2 separate regions of the Macaca mulatta genome follow, and region 2 is linked to region 1. The links are chromatin contacts, called in public Hi-C maps. All regions are on one chromosome and are shown on one strand. Each heading gives the region's core, a stretch centred on a gene start, on an enhancer-like site or on the middle of the called end of the contact. The rest is flanking DNA. Distances are from core to core; before and after follow the strand shown.

Region 1 (4,473 bases), core at 1,785-4,284:
TTAAAACGTCCCTTTCCTCATGACAAGAGCTTTGTCTTTCTGGGTCAGAGATTCAGTGATCTCCTACCTGGGCAAGGTAGCATCACCAGAGTTTCGGCTGAGAGAAGGGCTTGCATCCCAGCTCTGGGCTCTCTCACACCCTTCCATCTCCTGCAGCCACATTTCTGCCCTTTGCCTCAGGCTCAGGCAGGCGGGGCCCACCCAGAACTGCAGCCAGACACCCACCTCTTCTGTGCTGTGGCTCTGAGGGAGGGGCTCCCTGGCTGGGCTCACTCAGTGGGAAGCAGCTCTTTGAAGATCCTAGCTGCATGCAGGTGCAAGTTGCGGAACCCAACTCCAAGAGGCTGCACGGAAATGAAAAATTGCCATAGAAAGATGACTCACCAAATCATAGACACTAAGCTATTGAGACAAATATAAGGACGGGGGTGTTTGGGGGCACTGGAAGCACTTGGCTGTGCCTGCTTTTGGCCCTGCTGGCCTTTAAGCAGCATTAGCAGCGGAAGGGCCATCCAAGTTTCTCTGGATGAGTCGGAAGTCCTCAGAGAAATGCTGGAGGGCAAACTGGGGAAAGAAGGTAGAAAGGATCTAGCCTTAACTTGTTAAGGATAAGTGCTGTGCTTTACACATATTTTATTTACTTTCAACAGTAATCATTTGCCGTGGGCATGGTAAGTTAATATTTAAGATGAGGAACCTGAGAATTAGACAATAAGTGATTTGCCAAGTTCACCAGGGGCAGGGAAGCCATGGGCAGAGCTGCTAAGGATTAGGGTCACACCGCCCCGGCCAGGAGCCCCATTGATATGATACCAGGGGGCCTCACTGAGTCTTTCTGCCCCAGGAAGCCAAGCCCTCCTCTCTGATGCTGAATCCCAGCCCGCTTCTCCCACTCAAGGGCATTGATCCAAACGTTTGTCTCCTTTCCCTCCAGAGTCATCATTCCCCCTTTATTTAATCATCTTCTTAAAAATATGCTGTAATATCTCTAACTTTTTTTTTAATGGAGAAAGCTTTCTCAATGTTTGTTTTCCTCCTGCTATAGCTCCTTTGCTGTGTTCTCTTTTACAGAACTCAAAAGAGCTGTCTCTCACTGTCTCCATCTAGACGAACGCATTTCCCTTCATTCTGATGCTCGGTAACCCACTTATTCTGGTTTTGTCTCAAATCTAAAAGTAAGCCACTGAAACGGCTTCTTCCTAAATTACCAATGACTCCATGTTGACAAATCCAATGGTCAACTCCTTATTGACACAAATGGCCAGCTCTTATGTTAGAACACCTTCTTCTTTTAGCCTCTGGGAAAGCAATCTCTTATGGGTCTACTCTTACAGCTATGCCTTCTCCATCTCCTTTGTTAGTTCCTCCCTATCTCTATTATTCCCAAATGTTGGAGGACCTCAGGGCTTCTCCAGGCTGTCTACATTCACTCCCTGGGTGATCTTACTTAGTCTCATGGCTTTTGTTCCACCTGCATGCTGAAGTCTACCTCCTTGCTGGGCATTTCCATTTGAACGTCTCCTAGGTTTCTAAAATGTAACTCATCCACAGCCAACTCCTGCCTTTGCCACACAGCCCCTCCCTCCAGACCTTGTCAAAATCATCCCTATCTCAGCCAATGGCAACTTATGCTTCCTTTTGTGGCTTCCAAGGCCACAACATTAGAAGTCATCCCTGATGCCTTTCCTTCATGCTTCTCATTCAATCTTTTATCCAGAAAATGACCACTTCTTACAATCTCTGCTGCCCCCACCCTGGTCCAAGACAGCATCACCTTGCATCTGATGAGGCTCCTGAGAGACACCCTGCTTCTTCCCTGCTTCAGCCTCTTCTCAACCCAGTGGCCAGAGGAGCCATCCTTATTCAATGTAGCAATGTCAGTTGAATCCAATCGCTCCTCTCTCCAAACTTTCGATGGCTTAGGGTCAGGGTCTGGTGTCTCTGCCTCTCCGATTTCAGCTCCTACCCATTCCCCTTTGACTCATCTGCTTTTGCTGAACTAACCTCCTTGCCACTTCTCAAGCCAATCTGCAGGCTCCTCTTCAGCTTCTTGGTCCTTACTATTTTTCCTGCCTCTTGACTTTGTCTTATGTTTCTTCATTGAACTTATTGCCTGACATAGCATATATTTATTTGTAAATTGCCTGAGCTCCCACTTGAATGTAAGCTCTTTGAGGGCAGGGGCTTAATCTGTCTTGTCCACTATGTCTTTCCAGTGCTCAGAATAGTAGGTGCCAAATAAATATTTGCTGAGGGGATGGATTTGGACCTGGTGAGACTCTGCCGTCCTTGCCTGTCCCACCAGCCCTCATGGTAGTGTTTGCATGCAGGAGGTTTTGTGTTTGCATGGTGGGGCTGTATCTGCCTGATTCCCTGGAGATATGAAGTTCTAAATGTCAGTGAAATCCCAAATCCCTCAAAGAAGGATTTTACCACTCTAGTTAAAAATCAGGCCTGGAGGAAATATGTTACATTGCAGGGTGCATCTAAGGAAGTAAAAATATTAGGTGGGTGAAAAATTGCAAAAAACAAAATTATTTTCAACTTAGATCTGAGGGTTTAAATTAGTGTTCACTCCCATGCCCAGTGTAGGTGAAGATATTCAGCACCCAGACACAGACACTCTTGAGAGTGAATGAGAGTTATAATAGTTATGTTAGGGCCACAGGCACAGGCCAAGACTGTCCTGGGAAAACCAGTTATGATCACCCTCATGAGAGAGAAAGGAATTGGCTTGTGGCTGGGCCAGGGGACACGCAGGTGATGCTGTAGGGCTGGCATTGAAGAGGATGCCTGGAAGAAGGTGGGGGAAGATAGTGAGGGGACCTGGAGGAGAAGAGCGTCCAGTAAAGGGCAGAGGAGAGCAGGAAGATCTGGAGTCATATGTTAAAGGGTGGGGGCAGGGAACAGTCTGGGAGAAAGGTCTATTTCATGTGCTTGAGAGAGGGGAGAGAGAGAAACTGGGATTCCTAGGGAAGAAGCTAAGTGGGCACCAGCCGAGCTGGCAAGGGAGGGAGCCCTGAAATGAGAACAATTTTGGCTGGGAGCCAAAGTGCTTTCTGAGACAGATTGAATGAGAAACAACATGGCGATTTGGAAAGAACTTTGAGACTAGATTGACTTAGTCTCAAATTCTGGCTCTCATTTGGTTTGACTGTGGGGAAGACACTGATTGTGCTTAGCCTCAGTTTCCACAAGACAGCACCTTCCTTAAAGAATCATGAGGCCAGGTGTGGTGTCTCATGCCTGTAGTCCCAGCACTTTGAGAGGCCGAGGCGGGTAGATCATCTGAGGTCGGGAGTTTGAGACCAGCTTGACCAACATGGAGAAGCCCTGTCTCTACTAAAAATACAAAATTAGGTGGGTATGGTGGCATATGCCTATAATCCCAGCTACTTGGGAGGCTGAGGCAGGAGAATTGCTTGAACCCAGGAGGTAGAGGTTGCGGTGAGCCAAGATGCGCCATTGCACTCTAGCCTGAGCAACAAGAGTAAAACTCCGTCTCAAAAAAAAAAAAAATCACGTGGAATAAATAAGATAACACACGCAAGACATCTAACACGGTGCATGGCACAGAGTAGGTGCTTCTCTGGCAATAGCAAAGAAGCCTGCTCAAGAAGACAGAGACTGAAGGCCAAGGCTTTATTTTGGATTTGCTGAGAGAAGTCAGGGGAAGAGCTTGAGTCCCCATAACTGCACTCTCCCCTAGGATCTGGCAAGGAGGCCCTGATACTGAAGGAAGGATGGTAACAGGGTGCTTTGGAGGGATAGCTGCAGCTTCACACCTGTGCAGAGCCACCTGGGTCACCAGCACAGTCCCTGATGTAGGACAGCTCCATGTGGCTGATACCAGGATGGTGACTCACAGTCCAAAAGCCTGTTTGTGTTCTGGAACCATTTGTGAGTGCTCTGGTCAGAAGAGAAGGGTTCTCAGGGAAGTCCTTCCCTATGAACAATGTCAGGACCCCTTAGCATGGCAGTCAAGGCTCCCAATGATATGTCATGGTTTCCACTTCCAGCCTTGTCTTCTGTCTATAACTCTACCATATACACCTCATGCTCCTGCCAAACTGTTCCTCAAGCACCTGCTGTCACTTCTCTCCTCCATCCCAGTCTATCTGCCTGAAAACATCCAGTTTCCAGTCATCAGCCCTCAGCTGACACTTGAACTTGGCAGACTCATTCCACTCCCTGGGGTCTGGACTAGCTGTTCCCTCTGCCCAAAAGGCTCTTCTCCTGGCCATCTGCATGGTTCACTCCCTCACTTCCTACAGGAAGTCTCGTTCACCTTTTGGGGATTTTTTTTCCCTACTGAAATTTGAAGCCCTTTCTCCAACATTTCTTGTATGTATTTATTTATTCCTGATTTATGTTTTCTGTTTAGCTCTTCGGACTATCTACCTTACACTGTATCGGGGGTTGGCAAACGATGACCCTTGGGGCCAAATTCAGTCCACTCCCTGTTTTTGTAAA
Region 2 (4,664 bases), core at 257-2,756, 280 kb after region 1:
CACAGATAAGGAGAAAATCTGCAGTGACCACAAGTACTGGTGGGAGAACAGAAGAAGGAAGCCAGGTTTTTGCTTACATTTGGCTTCTCCCCGACAGGGGAGAAACAGAAGACATGCTGTTTGCTTGCAAAGCCAGCCACCCTTGGAGGTGCTTTGCTTTCTCGAAAACTTTTACCCTTCATTTAATCAACAGATGGACGTGCTCTGTTGTGGATTTTTTTCTGAGAGTCTTGCACCTCTAGACTCTAGAGCTGTGTTGGCTGGCATAAATGCAGCCTCAGATGGCAGAGGTGCATTGGCATTCCAAAAGAGTGGGAAGGAACGCATGTACTTGCCCCTTCAAACTCAATTCCACAGGTGACTTTTGATGCCTTTCTCTAAACAGGCACTCACATTCCCTCTCCCGAATTTCCCTCTCCTTCCTGCACCACTACCAGCCCCAGGGCTCCCAGTGGCAAGAAGCCTAGAGGTGGCAAAGTTCTTTCTGGAGAGTCCACCTGCTTCTCTGCCCCTGCTAGGCTGCAGAAAGGAAACAATCAGCACCACGGGCGAAATTTCATTTTATACCCTGAATTCAGTGCTGTGTAGGATTCAGAATTCAACCTAATTTAGAGAACTCATTGACGTTCAATGAAACTCTTTACAAGCTTTTCCCAACCACTGCAAGTTACCCCCCACAATGCATTCTGTAATTGCAACCCCCTTTTCAACAGTGCAAACCACACACATTCGCTTTCGAATACACTTGTGCAAGTCAGACCCTATTCAAGCTGAAATATTCACCTAAACCAAGCTCCCCCTCCCTGCCATCTCCTTCCCTGGCCTGGGTCTGAAGGAGAGGAGGTGCCCAGAAGTTCAGAGTGGCATAACCACAGAGATACTACCTAATTAACATACCAGAAGCATAAAGAACTCATTTGCATTGGAGAGTTTGAGCTGGATATTGACAAGTGAAAGGAGAAAGTCATTCCCCTCCCCTCCCATACCCCTTCTTTCCAAAGGAAAATAAACAGTACCATTTTGTTGCATTTGCAAAGGCAAAGAGGCAATGCCAGGGCATCTCAGCCCGGCACCGAGAGACGCATCCATCAGTCCGAGTTCCCGAAGCCTGCCCACATTCCTGCCCACAGCCTCCCGCGCCCTGACAACCCAGCCGACTTTCTTCCAACTCCAGCAGCGCAGGGGTCCTACCTTGACTGAAAAGGAAGAAGCAGATGAAGAGCAGGTCGAGCTGGAAAGGTTTCATTCCTTAGCGCAGCGAAGGAAAGCCGGCGGGGTAACTTGGGTATGCAGTTAGTTTCTCTTCCTTGGCGGCTCTCGGTGCTCAGCCTCCGCCGGTCCTCTCGGGTTCGCGCCTACCATCTGTCCGTCCGTGGGTCCCTCCGGGTGGCTTCGGTCTCTGTGCCTCTGGGTATCTACAGCCAGCAGACACAAACTGCCTGTTTTCAGCCGCCTCGGGAAGCCGGGATTGTCAGCAATGTCCCCACTCGGAGCAGATCCATTCTCTGGCTCTTGGCATCCCAGGCACACGGCTTCCTCAGGCGGGCTCCTCCCACAGTGAGCGAGCGAGCTAGTGACGAGTGACAGAAGGACTCCTTTCACTGAAGCTGAGGCGAGGGGAGAGGGAGGGGAGACAGGTCATAATTAAAGAGGAAACAGTCGGAAAAAAAGAGATCTATGCAAAACGGACAGTGGGGGAAAAGGCTGTGTTCTTTCTTTTCCCTAAATAGGGAAAAATTCAGCTTTTGTCGTCATTATTGACCAAAAGGCATCTTGAGCTTGGAGCGGAGCTGTGACTTTTTGTCCACACGGCGTCCTGTTTAACAGTGAAATTAAGGATGGGTATATGCATGCATGTGCACAAAAACATGCATGCCCTGCCTTTGCACAGGAACTGGAAACTGGGCTGAAAGGGAACTAGGAAGGGGGGGTGTGCATCTTTCCCTAGGAAGGACTTGGCCAATGTGTGCAGCGGGAGGCTCAGAGTTGGAGGAGAGATAAGCATGCTTTGCATTTCTGAGAGTTTCCTGTGGGTGGGTGGGTGGAGGGGGGGAGGTAGGTAATAAAACCTGAACATTTGGATCTTAGTTTGCTTTGCACTGCTCCTGGAAGACAAAATGCAGGAACTAAAGGAAAGGCAAGTAGGTTTGTGACACACACCCATTTATTATTATTATCCTGGTTTGTGCATTTCCTAACGAGGACAGGAGAGCAGCCTGTCTTTGCATTCAGAGCCTCTCTAATGAGCGCTCCATCACTCTGAGCCTGTGTTTTCTCCAAGAGGTGCTGTGAGTCCAATTGCGAAGGAGAGGCCAAGGTCATAGGCAACCGCTTCCTAAGGATCTTCAAGTCTTTTACCTGTCATGAAATTCACACTCCACTCTCAAATCAAACTCGATTTCCTCCAGGATACCAACATGAATTTATCTGGGTCTATTTACTTAATAGACATTTAGGCATGCTTGGTATAAACAGGCCATGGAGGGAAGTAAAATAATAGGCACAGACCATGCCTTCAGAAGCTCATAATCTAGTGTGCAAGCAGAGCATACACAGAAGATACAAACTCTAAGGACGTAGCAAAGCAACACAGAAAAATATTCAATGTTATGCAGTGTGAGAAAGAGAGGCGAAGAGAGAGGAGAGGAAATGAAAGAGGCTCCCCTGACATGTGCCATTTAGCGTTCAATTCTAAAATCAATCATTGCTTTCTTCAGTCCCTGGACCTTGGGGAGGTCTTCTGGAAACTCTGAGCCTTTCCTCCTTCAGTAGCACACCTTCTGAGGACTCTGCTGACTACCAGGCACATTCCAACTCCAAGTTTCCATGCGAATGTTAACTTTAAGAAATTATCCCTTGGTATTTGTGAACAAGAAAGAAAGAAGCAGAGGCATATAGAAGTGTGCTAGTAGGAGCTGATACCTGGTAGTTGACACCAAAGATCTACAAATTGGTAGGTGTCTGCTTTGTTGACTTTTCTATTCTTAACTTAATAGTTTATTTAACTGCATCGCTTAGAGGTTGTTAAACATATCAAAGGGAAATTTGTAAGCAAACTTTGGGGGGGGGGAGAAAAAGAAATGCTGAGCAACAGAAGCTAAGAGGACACAGAAGAGGCAACCCATTAGCTAAATTAACAAACAAGTTACTGAAGCAGTGTCGGCTCCGCCTGAGTCCATTAGCCTGGTATAAGAGATCATGCAATAAATGGAAGAGGCAAATCAGAAACACACACAGGAGATGAGGAATAATTTTCAAGAACATATGCCAAATAACACATTAAGACTGAACATAACTATGTATAGCGCCGTCACCTTAGTACTAGGTTTCCATTAAGCCTGTGGGGTTGTTGGGGAGAAATTTCAGGTGTCTGCGTGCCATTCTTGCAGTGAATAAGATACATATTAGAATGCAGATTCTTCATCAAATTTAGCAACATTTGATGTTTTAACTAAAGATTTATCCTTTAAGCTGTTGTTTAATTTTGAGTGCTAATTCCTCAATGGCCCAGGGACCAGATTTGCTTAATTCGGCCCCAGAGGGAACTGTTACAAAACCAGGGTCACAAGGCTAGTGAAGTGTGCAATACGCAATAATCAGGCACACGTACAGGCGTGCGCACTCCACACTCGCACTCACTCTTGGAAAGAAGAGGGGGGCCTGGGAGATCCGGGTTGGAAGGATCTTGTTTCGCTCTCCCGTTGGTCCCCAACACTGGCCTCATGGCCCCCTTACTGGCTCCAGGTACCCCCCTCACCCCCACCGCCCAGCCAGCTGGGCCTGTTCCCCTCTCCACTCCCCTCTGCTCCCTCCCTGTAACCTCCGGTCTCCGGCAGAAAGAAAAAAAAAAAAAAAAGCTTGGATTAAGTGATGAGCTGCCCGCCTCTAAAAGGACCAGGAGGCATCTCAAGCCTGAGTGCCGGAAAACCCACGGCAATCTTAGGCAGCCACCACGTGGGGCAGAGAACGCGAGCAGTACCTGCAGGACCCACAGCCGGTCGGGCTCTGGCGCCAGCCCCGACGGCGGCCCCGCCATCTCCGCCCGGCTGCCCGCGGCCTCACCTCCTCCGGGGGCTCGGTTAGCCTCCTGGCGCTGCAAGGCTGCCTGCGCGCGGTTCGCTCCCGAGGAGGGAGGAGGAGGGAGACGGCGAGGAGCCGACGGCTCCACCTGATGGAGAAGCGCGGAGAGTCCCTAGACCTCGGAGTGCGCTGCAAGAGGGGAAAGGAGAGAGACCGCCGCCCCTGCTGGAAGCCTTCGCGTCTGTGGGGCGGCGCGCGGGGGACGGGGTCTCTGGGGACAGTCGGTGGAGGCGGCAGCCCTAAAGAGACAGCCGAAAGCCAGCAACTTGGAAAACCGCCCGAATTCCGGTTTTCTGCACATCCAGGCTGGCTCCAGGTCTCTTGAGCCCACCGTGCAAGCCGGTGGGATGCCAGCAGGTGGCATCCTCTCCAGCGTTTCTTCACCAGGCGTGGAGCCCGGAGGCCGAATCCATCGGTCCCCAGCCCCCTCCCCAAGCCTCCAGTGCCAAGTGCTGTGTCCTGTGAGCCCCTGGCCCCGCCCCCCACCTCCGCCAGCAGGGCGAGCGGGAGCAGGGTGGCCCAGATGCGGGCGGGAGCCTACAGAGGAGGGCGGCCCGCCCCAGGTTCTGCTGCTGGCTGGCCAA

What was found. A called contact is a pair of places that touch in the nucleus more often than the background predicts.
Region 2: a Hi-C map of fetal cortex germinal zone shows a contact between it and region 1, with 2.8 times the contacts expected there. The contact joins the promoter of KIRREL3 here to the enhancer-like site in region 1. A contact is called at or near these places in 4 of 14 Hi-C or Micro-C datasets (blood, fetal cortex germinal zone, fetal cortical plate and 1 more).

What each region holds. Positions count from the first base shown.
Region 1 is chr14:127,117,542-127,122,014 of T2T-MMU8v2.0, forward strand. All of the region lies in intron 1 of KIRREL3 (kirre like nephrin family adhesion molecule 3), which reads right to left. Among named protein-coding and RNA genes, the nearest start is that of MIR3167, 270 kb to the right of the region's middle. Within about 2 kb of position 3,035, at least 4 of the 40 cell types and tissues checked have an H3K27ac peak or open chromatin away from gene starts, as enhancers often do. A contact at or near this core is called in fetal cortex germinal zone and fetal cortical plate, where this site is marked.
Region 2 is chr14:127,396,175-127,400,838 of T2T-MMU8v2.0, forward strand. It overlaps KIRREL3 (kirre like nephrin family adhesion molecule 3), which reads right to left and starts at 1,507. Exons shown (of 16, transcript XM_015116085.3): 1 at 1,192-1,507. The coding sequence starts at 1,246. It also overlaps the pseudogene LOC100425236.